2 separate regions of the Macaca mulatta genome follow, and region 1 is linked to region 2. The links are chromatin contacts, called in public Hi-C maps. All regions are on one chromosome and are shown on one strand. The core of a region is the stretch at or near the end of the contact, and the rest is flanking DNA. Distances in the headings are between cores, read along the strand shown.

What was found. A called contact is a pair of places that touch in the nucleus more often than the background predicts.
Region 1: a contact with region 2 is called in a Hi-C map of fetal cortex germinal zone, with 2.2 times the contacts expected there. The contact joins the promoter of SDAD1 here to the promoter of NUP54 in region 2. A contact is called at or near these places in 5 of 14 Hi-C or Micro-C datasets (CD4 T cells, blood, fetal cortex germinal zone and 2 more).

Annotation. Positions count from the first base shown.
Region 1 is chr5:57,819,669-57,822,598 of T2T-MMU8v2.0, reverse strand. It overlaps SDAD1 (SDA1 domain containing 1), which reads right to left and starts at 1,379. Exons shown (of 23, transcript XM_078003477.1): 1 at 1,192-1,379.
Region 2 is chr5:57,667,102-57,669,905 of T2T-MMU8v2.0, reverse strand. NUP54 (nucleoporin 54) reads right to left here and starts at 1,553. Exons shown (of 12, transcript XM_015138496.3): 1 at 1,456-1,553. The coding sequence starts at 1,522. LOC106998347 (a long non-coding RNA gene) reads left to right here and starts at 1,704. Exons shown (of 2, transcript XR_013417891.1): 1 at 1,704-1,750.

The DNA of each region.
Region 1 (2,930 bases), core at 130-2,629, 150 kb before region 2:
TAAAATACCCATGTAGGCTCAGCGATTAACCCGCTTCGGTTACACAACTGGTTAACAACAGAGTCAGGAGGACGAGTTATCTAACGGAATTATATGGACTCTCAACTTATCACTTTCTTTGCGAATGGCTATACAATGCTTTAAGCATCTCAAAGTCTTGCCTATGTTACTTAACTTCTTGTACTTGTTTCCTACTCTTTATTTCCACTATCTTGATCCTTGGAGAGGCTCTCTCTACTGGTGACCTAAGCCACTGAGATTGCCATGTGTTAAAAAGCACTCATAAAATATCTATATGTGAAAATTTGGGGGAGGAGGGAAGTGAGAAGGGCAATGAAAAAATGAGTAATTGTGTTAGCCATTCAACAAATCACAACCTGGTAGAAGCACAAACATGTAATTGCAGTAAATACCTAGCAGAGATACCTGTTTAATGCCTGTCTGATAAATGGGTGTCCGAAGGAAGCACCTGCCAGATTAATACATCAAAACCACTTTCATTTTGTCGGTACTGGGTTCAAACACCCCTAATGTTCACAACTTATATAAGGTTAGTGTACAACGCCCATCACAATGAGGGCCTAATTTTTCAACCTAATCTTTTCCCGAAGCAAATTCTGACATTCGAGTCATGCCAGTTTCCGGTAAGTTTGAATCCTGGCTTAACTACATATACTAAGCTCCCGAGTCTGTCCCTTGTGCTTGAGAAACCCCCACTCTTTCCTGGCACAGTCCACGGTACACAGCCGGCTCTTAGAAACGGACGTCAATCGAAAGCATTCTAACATACGATTCAATAAGGGTTACCGACTAATTCAAGTTTGGGATTTCTGAAAAAAGGTTGAGAAACCCGAGTGGAAGTTGGTGGTTGGGTGCGGCCCATCTCTCCCTCTCCACCTCCGTGCGGTCGGAGAAAAATATCTTAAAACAAAATGAGGTTTTAAAGGTGTTTCAGCGGCAGCAGGGTCTACAGGGCAGGTAGAAAATCCAAAGGGCAACAGATTTTCAAGAGGTGGGGAACGAACCGTAAGGCATGTCTCTTCCCCAACCCCTTCTCTCCTCTGGAGGGACCCCTGAACCTAACAGAATAGGCGGCGAGCCTGGATCCCAGCCCCACTCTAATGCTTTCCCCCACTGGCGTCTCAACTATCCACCATCCGGCCTCTAGCGTTTGCTGCGCCGCACTCCCACCTCCTCGATGTAGGCCGGCGGGTCTCGCTTGATCAGATTCTGTAACTGCGGCAGGTTGCTGGGCAGCTTGTTGTTGTTTCTGCTGGACATTTTGGCTGCAGACTAGCGTCGCGGCGAGCACTTTTAATAAAATTCAGACGGCCGGCCAGCTACAGCTTGGACTCGTGTTTCCGGGCATGACCGGAAACAGCACATGGGACGCTAAGCAGGGGACACCGTAGCGGTTCCTAAAGCGAATTATGCTACGGAAGCCTCAGAATGTCAAAATTATTCTCGTTGCCAAAATGCTCTGTGGTATATTGGAGAGCTATCCCCCCAGTGTCCCGCCCCTCGCCGTTGGGCATATGCTACTACTACTTCCCAGCGTTTCTGAAAGGATCTGAAATGTGAATTTTTTCACGTGTATTAGCATATGTCATCATCCCGACACCCATATGAAGCACCAAAATGAGGATTAATAGTTTGTTTTTAATCCCACTGTATAAAGTTAGAAACTCACTACTGTAATCCCAGCAGTTTGGAAGGCCAAGGTGGGCCTGAGGTTGGGAGTTCGAGACCGGCCTGATCAACATGGAGAAACCCAGTCTCTACTAAAATTACAAAATCAGCCGGGCGTGGTGGCGCATGCCTGTAATCCCAGCTACTAGGGAGGCTGAGTCAGGAGAATCGCTTGAATACGGGAGGCGGAGATTACGGTGAGCCGAGATTGCGCCATTGCACTGCAGCCTGGGCAACAAGAGCGAAACTCCGTATAAAAAACAAAACAAAACTGAAAAGAACTATGGAAACTAGATAGCACTATTCCCTCTTAGGAGAAAAAAGAGAAAGGAGGGTCATATAAGTTAATGTGTATGATTTTAGATATGTTCTCAATTTGGTTTTGGTTGTTTCAACTTAGCGTGACCCTTAGGGAAAAGAGTGCTGGATGAAATGTGATCATGTTGACCATTAAGAAATGCAATTAATCCGTTAAAGTTCAACCATCGTTATAAGCTCCGTAAGCACTCCTCAGCCAGAGTTTTTAATTCAGATCATGGTAATTCGAAGAGGAGAATACGTTTCTACAATCTCAAGGTGTGAAAAATCAATAAGGGTTGAATGAATGAGGTAGGGTGTTGTCAATTAGAGAGAGAGAGAGAGAAAAAAAAAAAAAACCTAATTACCCACCCTGTGCCAGGCACTGTTCTGAGCACTTGTATTAACTTATTTAATCCTCAGAACAGCCCTCAAAATAGGTGCTATTGTTATCTCCATTTTACAGAAGAGGAAACTAGCTCAGGGAGATTGCCGCAATTCATAGCCTGTGGGGAAGATGAGATTTCAATCTAGGCAGTCTTGATTGTAACTACATGAGAAAAAACATAGCCTAACAGCTGGTAACTGGTTGCTGGTCTGGCAAAATAGCCAGATGATAGTGTTCTGCTTAACCAAAGCAATTTTACAGAATGCCAACCTCATCTGTGACCATGATAACATGAGCCCCAGATAAAAGAACTCTGTAATCACACCTGCACACAAAATAAAGAATGCTCCACAAACCATGTTATTCAGTTGCATTTGGAGAATGACTTATTTATTAATTATCAAATCAGTTACTTGTGAAGAAATAAGTGTAAGCAATAAAAGTTTTTTAAAAAGCATAGATTTAAATTAAATATTTTTGGTTAGGTTATTTTAGTGAGGGCATAAAAAGCATTGTCAAAACAAAATCTGGCTCAATGTGGTAGCTCAAGCCTGTA
Region 2 (2,804 bases), core at 304-2,803:
CGGGGCTATATGCCATAAAATTAAACTGCTCTCTTTGAGCTTTTCCCAAAATTCCAGAAAAGAATTGGGGATTCTTTCTATAATTACACATCTTATAGAAATTACACATCTTATAGTATCCTAATCTGCTGAGTTGACCAAAGAAATACATTATTATCATTATAACACAAGTTAAAAAACAAAACAGGTTACTGCTGTTCGTATAAGACTTGTTTCTCTTTGGAAACAGAAGGACAATAAAATGAAATCTCAATGAAAGATGCAGAAAAAATGAAAAATGACTGCAGGAGTCCAAGAATCCCAGGATGGGCTTGACTGGTGGTGAGTTTATACTTTGGAAGTCTTATCTAATAATTTAAAAGATATAGTCCATTCAAAATTATAATCCAAATGCTTATCATTTGGAAGATAAGTGCACATTTAATAAAGGAACACAACTTGCAAAACTTCCCTAAACCACATCTTTTAAGGTACTAAAAACTTGATATAAATGTTTTTGATCTGAGATCAGGAAACAAATTTCCTTTCCTTATTAAACAAGTAACAGTTCCTTCCCAAACTCCAGGAACCACAATATTCTTGGACTCCAGCTCCCAACACTCGTTACACATACAACCCGCAGTATCTACCTGCACTTGCCAGACTGTTACCAAAATTGAACGGAGTCGCCGAGGTAGTAGAAACACCGAAATTCCCAATATTAAAGTTCACTGCAGGATTAGCAGTTAATCCGAAACCCCCAAAATTAAACCCACTGGCGGTGGAGTTGGCAGTCTCAAGCCCACCAAATCCTGATAGGCGTGTAGGCAAAGAAACAAAATTTTAAAAAGGGGGAGAGGGAAAAAGAAAAGAAAGCAAGGTAAGGATTACAAGAATCAGCAGGAGGTTTCACAGAAGTGAACAAACCTGGTTTTGCTCCAAACAGTTTAAGAAAGCAGAGTGGGGGTGGGGTGGGGCAGATGGAAGAAGCACGACGGATAAGCCCCATAGCGAGGACCACAAGGGGCCGGGGCTGGAACTAAGGGAGTCAATGGGAGTGCCGGTGGATCCCCAGCCCCATCCTCGCTGGCAGCGGGAATCACGCAAGCGTTCCCGCCTATCTGGGAGGCTGAGGTGCAGAAGGGAGGGAGGGAGGCTCTCGGGCAAGGTGAGAGGGGAGCAACCTCCAATTTCTCTGAGTAGAACTCCCCGGTGGCGGGAAGCGAACCGCTGAAGCCAGGGCCCTGTGGAAACTCACGCGCGGCGCGCGAGCTTCTAGTGGGACCTCGAGTACCCCCGCGGCCTCCTCGGGAGCCGCCTCGGCCCACTTTGCGGCCGCCCGCCCTTTCCCAATGCCTCTAAAGTCTCCGCGTCGGCGGGAGATCCCAGGATACCCAGATCGGAGAGTCTCGGACAGAGGGGGCGGACCAGACCCTTCCCCTCCTTCCCGGGTGAAGGTCCAGGGGGATCACTCACCCGCGGGGGCCGCGGTGGCTGCAGCGGTACCGGAGGTGCCCGAGGGAGCCCCAAAATTGAAGGCCATGTCGCGAGAGCAGGAGACCAAGGAGATTACTCCCGCGACGCGCAGCGCGCTCCTCTTCTCAGTCCGGCCCGGAAACCGCCAGTCAGATCACCGAGTTCCGCCTCCTTTCTGGCCTAGCCTAAAAGGCCGGAAGGCGCCAAGGGCGTAGGAGCCGGGTGGTTGTGAGGGAACGCCCCCAGCCGGCTCACTTCCGGTGGGGTTCACAAGATGTGGGGCATCACTGTTAAGGTAAAATGCTGGGACGCTGGCGAGGGTGTGCCTCCTGGGAGTCCTTTAAAAACTGCCGTAGGGAGGTTCTTTGGGAAAGATGTGCAGAGGCTGAAGTTGTTACTGTAGGGATACGCGGTAAACAGCTAGAATTTGCATGTGGTAGGGTTGAAGTTGCTGCCCCATCAAAGAGTGGAGCTGGGAGGTCGGGCAGCTGGGCTGGGTTTGAGAACCCACCACCACCCACGAGGAGATGGTATTTGAACCCAGTGCTGAAGGATGAGTAGGCGGAGCAGAAGAAGTAAAGAGGGTGCACGTTGGAAGAAATGAAAGAGAATGGAACTGTAGCAAACACGTTGCGTTTACTCTGTGCCAGGCACTCTTCTAGACATTTTACATAATTTAATTCTCAGCTATCTTGTGAGGTTGGTTCCTGCTATCTCCAGTTTATAAAAGAGGAAACAGGTACCAGAGGGTCAGGCTGTGTCCAGAGTCAGTACTCCTAACCACAGCTCTAAGGAGCACTGAAAAAGAGGGGAAGAGTGGTCCCCCTCCATCTTACTTGTAATATTATTTAATCCTCAGAATAACTCAATAGAGGAGATTCTGTAACTATATTTTGCAGGTGAGATGAGAGGATTGAGGTTTGGAGTTGTTAAGCAGCTTGCCCAAAGTCACCTTGCAAGTAGGTTCTGGAGTCTAGTTTTGAACTCATGTTTCTCCACTCCAGAGTCCCAATTTGTAAAAATTACCATTATATTATATTGCCTTGTAAATTATGGTAAGGATTTCAGACTATTTCTTGAGGGTAATGGGAAACCTTTAAGGGGTTTTAGGCAGAGGACTAGTATGACTAGAATTTTATTTTTAGAAGATCCCTCTGGCTGCCATGAGGAGAATGGATTGGAAGGAGCCAGCATGCCTCGGGAAGGTAGAGCTTTTAGGAGTCTGTTGTAGTTGCACAGGTAAGAGATGATGATGACTTGGATTATATCTGGCAGTGGAATTATGAGAATAAATTTGAGAGATACTTAAGAAGTAGCATATATAAGACTTGTAGTATTTGGACATGGGG